Regions from separate parts of the Sus scrofa genome. Here regions 1 and 3 are each linked to region 2. The links are chromatin contacts, called in public Hi-C and HiChIP or PLAC-seq maps. All regions are on one chromosome and are shown on one strand. The core of a region is the stretch at or near the end of the contact, and the rest is flanking DNA. Distances in the headings are between cores, read along the strand shown. Region 1 holds the start of CEP192 (centrosomal protein of 192 kDa). Region 2 holds the start of PTPN2 (tyrosine-protein phosphatase non-receptor type 2). Region 3 overlaps PTPN2 (tyrosine-protein phosphatase non-receptor type 2).

Region 1 (3,058 bases), core at 282-2,781, 36 kb before region 2:
TGTGTACAACATTCAGCACCCGCCCCCCTTTTTCGGCTGTGTCTGGGGCAGATGGCAGTTCCAGCCAGGCCAGGGGTCAAATCCAATCCACAGGTGTGGCAATGCCAGATCCTTAACCCTCTGTACCACAGTGGGAACTCCAACAATAAGCCTTTGAAAATTTTTAAGTTTAACTTAAATATTTCCTTTACAGGAAAGCAATCATGATACATGCTACATGTATAAACTTCAAAACATTATGCTAAGTGAAATCAGGCAGTCACAAAAAAGATAAATATTTTAAGATTCCACTTATAGGAGTCCCCAGAGGAGTCAAATTCAGAGACAAAAAGCAGATAGGTGGGTGCCAAGGGCAGGGGGACTTTTGAGTGAATGTTTAATGGGCACAGTGCCAAATCAAAAGGTTCTGGAGATGGATGATGGTGACGGTAGCACAAAGATATGAACGTACTTAATACCACTGGACTGTATACTTAAAAGTGGTTGAGAATTTTGTTATATGTACTCACTACAACAAAACAACAAAAATTTGAACTGCACTGATGATGCCCGACATGGACGATAATAACACAATACTCTTCTACGTCGGTTGTAATACAAGCCCAACAAGGCAATCTACAGATTATTCTCAAAAGCTTTTAAAAGATGCACTCATTTCTCTACTGGAATGTGCCTAAGGCAATCACCGGAGAAATACAACAAGCTAAGTTAATGATGATTTTCACTGCAACACTGCTGGCGCACAAAGCTACTAGAAGACCGAGTACTCAGCGGGTAAGGAAACCTGTTCTGTTAACAGACATTAACGCTATACCCAAACGGAGGGCGGAGGGCCAGCCCCTCGCAAGCCAACTCGACAGCCGGAGGAGCGAGCTCTCACCGCGCGGCCTGTCTGCGGAAGGGCGGGGACGCCGCGAGGACAAACCCAAACGGCGCGGATGGCGACTCTGGGACCCAGGGCCCGGGTACGGGCCAGCCACAGCGCTCCCACCGAGAAGGGCTGACCCGCGCGCCCGGCGTCCCCCACGCGGGGGCGCGCACGCCGCCGTGATGCGTACAAGCACGCGCCCCCTGCGGCCTCGGGCGACGGTGATCCCACAATACCCGGGGGGAAGACAGAGGCTGCCCACCGGCCGACCTCCAGGCCTCGTGCCCAGGAGTACGCCTCACATCGGGAGGACCGAACTCTCCACGCGCCTCTCCGCTCCAATGGCGGGCCCCGCACGCTCCTGCCCCACTTCCGGGCTCGGCCCCGCGCGCACCTTGACGCTCTGGTCGCTGGAGCAGGTGGCCATCCGCCGCCCATGGAAGTCGAAAGACACATCGTGGATGAGATCCTTGTGGTCCGCCGCGATGCTGCGCGCCACAAACATGGCTGCGGCAGGCTCCTCCCGCCTCCGAGAGGGAGGCGCGGCTGCGCGCGGACCGCAGCCCACTGGGACCAGGGGCCAGGGCGCGCGCAGCGGTGCTTCCCGCGTGCTGCTTGCGCGCCCCGGGCTGCGCGGCGCCCCACCCCCGGCCCGTCATTCCCTGCGAGGCCCCGCCCCAGCCCGTCATACCCGAGGGGTCCCACCCCTACCCTATCACACCCTGCGAGGGCCCGCCTCGGCCCGTCATACCCCGCGAGCTCCGCCCCCAGCCATCCATACCCGGCGAGGCCACGCCCCCCAACCCCTTATATACCCCGCGAGGCCCCGCCCCAGTCCGTGAGACTCCCTTCCAGGCCCCGCCCCCCAGCCTCATAATCCTCAGACCTTCCCTGCCCCGGCCCTCCCTACCCCGCGAGGCCACACACCCGCCCCGCCTGTTACACTCCGCGGGCCCCGCCCCATGTCCGTCAAACCCCTGGGGGCCCGCCCCACCCCTCCCCCCGGCCGTCAAGCCCCGTGAGGGCACGCCCTGCCCACCATAACTCCGTGTGCCCCCGCGCTCAGCCCAACAGAGCCCCGTAAGGCCACGCCCCAGTCCTTCGTACCCCAAGAGATCCAGCCCAAGGTCGAGCAACCCTACGAGGCCCGCCCCGCCTCGGCTCCGCCTATTCCGCGAGGCCACGCCCTAGGCCGTTACGCTTCGCTGTCACGCCCCGGGCTCGTCACAATCAGCGGGACCCTCCTGAGCCTGTCCTTCCCCTCGGAGGCCTCACTCTTCCCCGCCCTTTGAGCTCACGGGGTCCCTTGGCCTCTTGGGACTCCCGCCACCATCTGAAGAAAGTTAACTGACTGTCGATGTGTAGAAATTGGGGAGGATGCAAAGGTTAAGACTGCTGTCAGCAGGCCTCTGTCCTGACTCAATATCCTCTGCCCCTGTTCGCTGACGCGGTGCTTGGAGCGGGTCAGGGGGGTGCACACCAGAGTGGGCAGCGCAGACGGGCGTGCGTCTGGCTGCGGCAGGGAGGCCGGACTGCTGTCTGGGAGATGCCCCCACCGGGAGGTGGGGAATGCTTGGTCTTGCTGGAAGTGCCTTCACGTGCCTGCCCCCCACCACTAAAAATGGTCAGTTTCTATTGGCGTTTCAAGAGGCAAAGCCCCAAATCCCTGAGTTGCAGGTATGAGTACTAAGAACTATTATAACTTATAAGTTCAAAGGCACTCATTTCCAAAGAAAGTACTGTCTATGAAAGTCCTATGGATTTACAGGAGCTTGTTAACTGAAGTTTAGCACTTGCCATCAGCCTCTATTGCAGCTGCCCACCCACAGTACCCCCTGACCTAAGCTCAGGGTGGAGACCAGGACTGAGGCTTCTGCGCTCTGGGAAAAGTGGATGAACAGATCTTCAGACTATTAGATATTTTTAGGGGAAGGTTTTATGAGCCCAATTATTGCATCTTCTCATATCTAGAAAAACACTGAAATTCATTCATGATGACTAATGTCTGTGACTAGTAGTAACCTTCACAAGACCAGCAGCAAACTTCTGTAAAATGTGTGCAAGGCTACATGCACCTCCCCCTTCACCTGTATGACATGTCTTGATATTCCTCCTTTCCTCTTTGGAAAGTTAGTGGACAAAACAAAAGATGTCATCTGTGAGAACAGCTACTGCCAAGGGTGGGCCAGT
Region 2 (2,926 bases), core at 69-2,568:
CACTTCGGGAACACCCTGTAGTAGTCTTGGTTTATACAGAGAAAGGGGAGAGGGATGTTGGTTGGGCAAGCTGATCTAGTAGGATTTTTGCTGAAGGTGGGCCAGATGTCACTTGGGGGACGGCAGAAGATGAGGAACCTGATTTAAACTGTAAATGCTCAGATACTGAGATTCGGGGACTCCTAATGGAATTCGACAATGCAGAGAGAAACTGGGAACTCCAAAAGCCCAGACCTCGCTGAGAAAGAGCTCAGAGGACTCTATCATTTCACTTTAATTAAAATTTAACTTTTTTTTTAGGGATGCATCTGCAGCATATGGAAGTTCCCAAGCTACAGATTGAATCGGAGCTGCAGCTGCCAGTCTACGCCACAGCCACAGCAGATCTGAGCCACATCTGTGACCTACACCACAGCTCACAGCAATGTGGGGTCCTTAACCCACTGAACAAGGCCAGGGATGAACCCACAACATCAAGGATACTAGTTTGGTTCTTAACCCACTGAACCACGATGGGAACTTTGGTTAAATTTAACTTTTATTTAGTGGATGCACAGCTAAAGTTCTTCTAACCCTTCACATTACTTACTGAAGGTGATATAAGATGTTCTAAGCACGTGAGCTTCCCAACAATGGATTATCTTAACATAAAGTGAGATGATTTTCATCATCAGCAGTTTGTTTGGTAAAAGATGATTTGTCCTTTTCAGAGGTAACACTAGCTTTTCAGTTGTGGAACATTTACAAGTGTAGTCTCCAACCTCCAGAAGAGGTTACCTCTTCTGCTATAGCGGTTTATTTGGCACAAAACCCGAGGCTGCGCAGAAGCTGGCCTCAGGTCTGGTTTATTTCCTCCTAGAGGAGAAAGTGGGACACGGGTCTAAACTGACCTAGATGACATTTAAAATAAAGTTCAGGGAGTTCCCATTGTCGCTCAGTGGAAATGAACCCAACTAGTATTCATTAGGACTCAGGTTTCATCCCTGGCCTTGCTCAGTGGGTTAGGGATCCGGCATTGCCATGAGCTGTGATATAGGCCACAGATGCAGCTTGGATCCTGCATTGCTGTGGCTGTGGTGTAGGCCAGCAGCTACAGCTCCAATTCAAACCCTAGCTTGGAAACCTCCATATGCAGAGCAAGTGGCACTAAAAAGACAAATAAATAAATGAAGTTCAGCAGTTTCTGTTCTGGCTCAGCAGTGAAGACTCGGACTAGTACCCATGAGGATGCTGGTTTGATCCCCGGCCTTCCTCAGTGGGTAAAGGACCCGGAGTTGCCATGAGCTGTGGTGTAGGTGGAAGAGGCGGCTTGGACCTGGTTGTGGCTGGCAGCAGCGCTCTGACTGTACCCCTAGCCTGGGAACTTCCATATGCTGCACGTGAGGCCCTAAAAAGCATAAACCCCTCCCCCAAAATCAGTTCAAGCAACGCTGTTCTAAAAATTAAGACTAACAGGGAAAAAGACATGGGACGGCAAGGAGGAAACAGGTCTCCCCAGCACACTCGCCAAGCGACGAGGCCCAGAACCCCGGCAGCTCGCCTTCCGCGTCCTTCGCCTGCATATCCGGGGTTCCTCCCGGCCCCGCCCCCTCCACCTGGGCGCCGTCAGGACCACGCCTCCCCCGGTGCCCCGCCCGCGTGGCGCAAGCAGCGCGCTGACGTCACGCACCAGGTACTTTCCCCGCGCCCCGGTCTGCGAGGGGGCGGGGCGGGCGTGGAGCGCGCATGCGCGGCAGCGGCAGCGCGCTGCCCGGATCGTGCGGGGCCCGAACCTCTCCGCCGGCGCAGGCTCCCTCGCGCCAGCTCCCTCCCGCCGCCATGTCGGCCGCCATCGAGCGGGAGTTTGAGGAGTTGGACGCTCAGAATCGCTGGCAGCAGCTATACCTGGTGAGTGGAGGGCTCACGCAGCCGCCGCCTGCCCCTCCGAGGACCCGGCTCGCGCCCGCCAGCGCCCGCCGCCTCCCCCGCCTCCCGCTGGGGCGGAAGTGGCCGCGCGCGGGCCGCGTCAGGACGCGCGTGCGCCGCCTGGGCCTGGGCAGCAGGGTACCGGCGTGCGCGCAGGCGCAGTCGTCTCCGGGGGCGGTGCCGGTGGCGGGCGTGGGCGGGGATGCGGCGGGGCCCGAGGTGACGGGGCTCGGGGTGACAGGGGCGGGGGTTCGCGGGGAGGGGCGTTGCGGCGCGCCCGGTTTGTCTCGGCGTTCGGGGAGGAGCTCGGGGAGGTAGGGGGTGCCGAGAATGGTCGCCCCGTGCCCCATCCCGACTTCCGCGCGACGTGAGGGGTTCCCCGCCCGGGCGCTTGTTTCCCCAGGCCCTCCTGGGTTACAGTCCTTTCCGCGAGGGAACGAGCTCTATGTTGGCTTCTCAGGCTACCTGCCGAGCATTTCACTTCCAAGTGTACTTGAGTTAAGCTCTTTTAAAATGACTCGGTTGTCTGTTCTCCACCGTTTAATCATTAGCACGTTGTTTCCAAGATCGTACTGAGTGGTTGGTGAGTTAATGCTGCTCCCGCGGTCGCTCTGCACAGTGAAACGTCAGAATTAAGGCTTTCCTGTAAACCGCAGTGATTCCGGACTTTCCCCCTTCCCATTTAATTAGATGACAGTTTCTCTTGTGTTCGAGATGTAACGTTTTCTTCTTGAACACTTTAGCAGGAAGTGTAATAAATACCCTGATTCACGTGGTTGGAGTGTGGAGAATTGGGTATTAACTTTAAGGACTTTTCCAGCTATAGAAAGTTTTAAATGCAAATTCTCGTAGGAAGCTTTATGTGGGAGCCTTCCAGCTATGTCTTGTGCAGTTCTGTTTGTTTTAGCCGAGGCTCCTGTCCCCAAATTGTTAGTGGTTTATTAGAATTCATGTTTGAAGAGAGAAAGCTGCCTGTTGCAGCTTTATTCAGCTAACATTTTTGATTAAGCAGTTTGACTTT
Region 3 (3,059 bases), core at 63-2,562, 43 kb after region 2:
AGAGGCTTGGTGGCCACTCGGTCTCCTCTACCTCTGAGGGACCCCTGGTTGAGCTCTCAGTGGGTAGGTTATCCTCCTCTGTCCAGTCTGCCCACTGTCCTGCTGCTCTTCTCTCCTGGAAACTCTCATGTGCTTGGGGGTGGTTGTGGTGCCTTGCACATCCCTCAGGGCCCCTGCCCACCCCCAGCCCAAGTGTGCCTTCCTCCTCCCCATTGGCCTGCTCCCTGGCTCCTGGGGCAGTGAAGTTCATTGCTTGATAGGATTCTTTTCTTTTAAAAAGCTTTGAACAAAGCTTTTTAGTGTCATATTGTCCTCTTGTCCGGCTTGTGGGACTTGTGTGCTGAGTGTTGGAGGTGGTAAAGGTCAGGAGCAGACCATGGAGGGTGCAGGGAGGTTGGCACCCAGCAGAGAAAGGAAGTCACAGGCAGGTCCCCCATGAGAGCGGTGTGCGCAGTGATGAAGACAGGGCCGGGCCAAGTGGTGGCCTTGCTGTCCCTGCTTTTCCAGGGCATGACCTTGGCTCACGAGTGTCAGTAAGATGAGCAGAACATTGCACAGGTGTCGGGGTGGAACAGTGACCAGCCAGCTGTGTCCTTCAGCCGAGAATGACATGGTGGTTATGTCGGCAGTGAAGGATCCTGTGGCAGGTGGCTTTTTCTCAACTGCAGTGTTGACACTCTGTCTGATGCTCATCTGTTCCCTTGTCACATGGCACTTAGTGCTTATGGGGACCTGGCTTTAGTTCCAGCACCGCTTTTGGTTTAGCACTTGATTTACAAGAGAAAATTCATGTTTTTGGTGCCTCACGCCTTCTCCTTGGAGGGTCGAGGAAGGTTGACACAGCTGTCGCACGTGCTGTGTTCCTGGCAGGGAAGTGCTGTGTACCATGGAAATCCATGCTGCAGGCCACTGTCCTCTGTGGAGATTGGGGGCGGGGGTGGGGGCAGAGTCTGTGCTGTTCTGATGGTCGAACTTCTTCCCAGCTTCTGTTAATCCTGATCTCTCTCCAGTAAATGTGAACCCTTCCTATTTGACCTGACGGACTTTCCAGAAGATATCTTTGTAATAATGATAAAAGGTGAAGCCAGTTGCGGGGGGTGGTGTTTAAAAAAAGCTCATTGTGACAGTGTTGAAAAGGCTGCTCAGCTCTGTTGTCAGCTACGGCTGTGGTTCGAGCCAGTCATTTCTTGACAGATGCCGCCGTTTCTCAGAAAACAGCCCGAGAGGGCGGGGCCGAGGGAGCTGGCCCCTCTGAGGCCGCCGCCTCCCCAGGCTGCCACCTCCCTGGCAGGAGGAAGCGCTCATCCCTGCGTTCTGCCGCTGGTGGTTGTTGAGCAATTAGGTTTCCTGTGCAGTGTGGTCTGTTTGCTTTAGTGGCCTGTTGTGTGGCAAAGTGAGAATCCCTGTCACTTTCTCCCTCTGTGGACCCTTTGAAGACAGGGCAGGGAGATGGCCGTCCCCTAAGGAAGGTTGCGGGTGCTGCGACTGGGGACCCAGAGCTTAGGGGGCTCTGACATCTTGACACTCATCTCAGAGGTTCCTATGCAGAATTAACTCCTCTGGGAGAGGAGCAAGCATGTGGCTTTCTGGGTTTTTCCTAATTCGGAAGTTGAAAGTTTGATTTGGAGTGAACCCTTCAGACTTCGCACAGACCAGCTGTGACCTGGGGGAGGAGACCCTCAGGTTTAAGGGGACCTGTGTCACTTGCAGGTATTTGTATATAGTTTTAAAGGGATATGTTTTATTTAATACAAGAAACTCAGTTTTTTCTCTACACAGATTAAGATTCTCTTCTTAATCAAAGAGTTACCTACTTTTCATTTTTTATTAATCTTAATGGAAGAATTAAAATGGTGTAGGTGTATCGGAGAGTTTTTTTTAAAAAAATCAGTCAGTCCTGAGTTAAAAATATAGGTTGAGCAAACATTTCTTAGCCAGTCCTGAGTAGCTACCGCTTTCCCAAGGATTACCTTCCTTTCGTAGGGGTGCCTTTAGGGTAGCACCCTGCTCCTCACTGGTCAGCGCTGGGGCTCCAAGGAATGGCTCTGTACTTATGTGGGTGTGTGATTGGTGTTTTTTATGAACCATAGTGACACCTGGGGTCCATGTTCACACCGGAGGGAAAAGAACAGTGAGTTCAGAGGGCAGGGTGTTGGTACCCTTTAGAGGGCACCTCTGTCTCTGCCCAGGCCTATTTCCTCCACTGCCATGGAAGGGTCTGGAGGACCTGCCAGATAAGCCCCAATTCCAAGGGCTATGGAAGGGAACCTGCCTGGTGCTTATGCATTCTTGCTTCTTTTGCCAAATTGCTTTTTTCACTTGTGCAATAGACATGATTAATCTTTGGGGTTTGTGTTTTTTTTGTGATTACAACATGAGGAAATACATTCCTTTGGCATTATATTTTAGTGGGACTTGAATTTTAGGGAGGCTGTAGCATTTTAAAAGCACATGTTATTCTCTTGATATGTGTTATCTAGAAGGTAGATGGTCTTTATTTTAATTATGTAGCTGACCTTTCTACTTTCTCCCATAATATAACAGTTAAAGGGTAATCAGACTATTAAAAAGAAGTGACTTTTTTTTTTTAAGTGTTGACATCATCTTTCCGAGAACACTAGTATCAGTAATTTACTATAACAAGATCTTCCCTTTTCCTGTTGGCAAATGGCATGTAATATTTACAGAGGTCTTGGGTTCAATCCTGCAGAAACATCTCAGATAAATTGTTGTGTGAAACTGAAGCTAAATTGACATGTGAAACTAAAGCCATTTAACATTTGCTTTCATATAGAGATAATGTGAACAGTCTTTTTAGTTTAAAAGTGGGGGAGAGAATGGTTGTTATTTGCTCAGGGGGAGCAGTTTTTAATAGAACGTGTTGTCCACTTAGACATCAGATGTGAGTTTAGTTTATAATTCAGTGATGTGCCTCTGACGATCATATGTGGAATTCAAGTTAATGCCAATTCTGCTATTATACATGTGCTTTCTCTCCCAGTGTCATACTTCTTTTCCCTTCCCACCAACACAATCCAAGGTAAAGTTGTGTGTTCCAC

Evidence for each region. Hi-C and Micro-C count contacts between places; a contact is called where the count stands out from the background. HiChIP or PLAC-seq counts read pairs in DNA pulled down with a chosen protein or histone mark.
Region 1: a contact with region 2 is called in a Hi-C map of embryonic fibroblasts, with 1.8 times the contacts expected there. The contact joins the promoter of CEP192 here to the promoter of PTPN2 in region 2. A contact is called at or near these places in 1 of 5 promoter capture datasets (liver), 14 of 47 Hi-C or Micro-C datasets (alveolar macrophages, blood, embryonic fibroblasts and 7 more) and 2 of 2 datasets of contacts at active chromatin or transcription factors (alveolar macrophages and skeletal muscle).
Region 3: a contact with region 2 is called in an H3K27ac HiChIP or PLAC-seq map of alveolar macrophages. The contact joins the enhancer-like site here to the promoter of PTPN2 in region 2. A contact is called at or near these places in 3 of 5 promoter capture datasets (fetal liver, fetal skeletal muscle and liver), 6 of 47 Hi-C or Micro-C datasets (alveolar macrophages, blood, fetal liver and 2 more) and 2 of 2 datasets of contacts at active chromatin or transcription factors (alveolar macrophages and skeletal muscle).

What each region holds. Positions count from the first base shown.
Region 1 is chr6:96,732,269-96,735,326 of Sscrofa11.1, forward strand. It overlaps CEP192 (centrosomal protein of 192 kDa), which reads right to left and starts at 1,532. Exons shown (of 54, transcript XM_021096019.1): 1 at 1,263-1,532. The coding sequence starts at 1,373.
Region 2 is chr6:96,768,546-96,771,471 of Sscrofa11.1, forward strand. PTPN2 (tyrosine-protein phosphatase non-receptor type 2) reads left to right here and starts at 1,319. Exons shown (of 9, transcript XM_021096023.1): 1 at 1,319-1,887. The coding sequence starts at 1,726.
Region 3 is chr6:96,811,864-96,814,922 of Sscrofa11.1, forward strand. All of the region lies in intron 2 of PTPN2 (tyrosine-protein phosphatase non-receptor type 2), which reads left to right. Among named protein-coding and RNA genes, the nearest start is that of PTPN2, 44 kb to the left of the region's middle. Within about 2 kb of position 1,313, at least 39 of the 83 cell types and tissues checked have an H3K27ac peak or open chromatin away from gene starts, as enhancers often do. A contact at or near this core is called in alveolar macrophages, fetal liver, liver and 1 more, where this site is marked.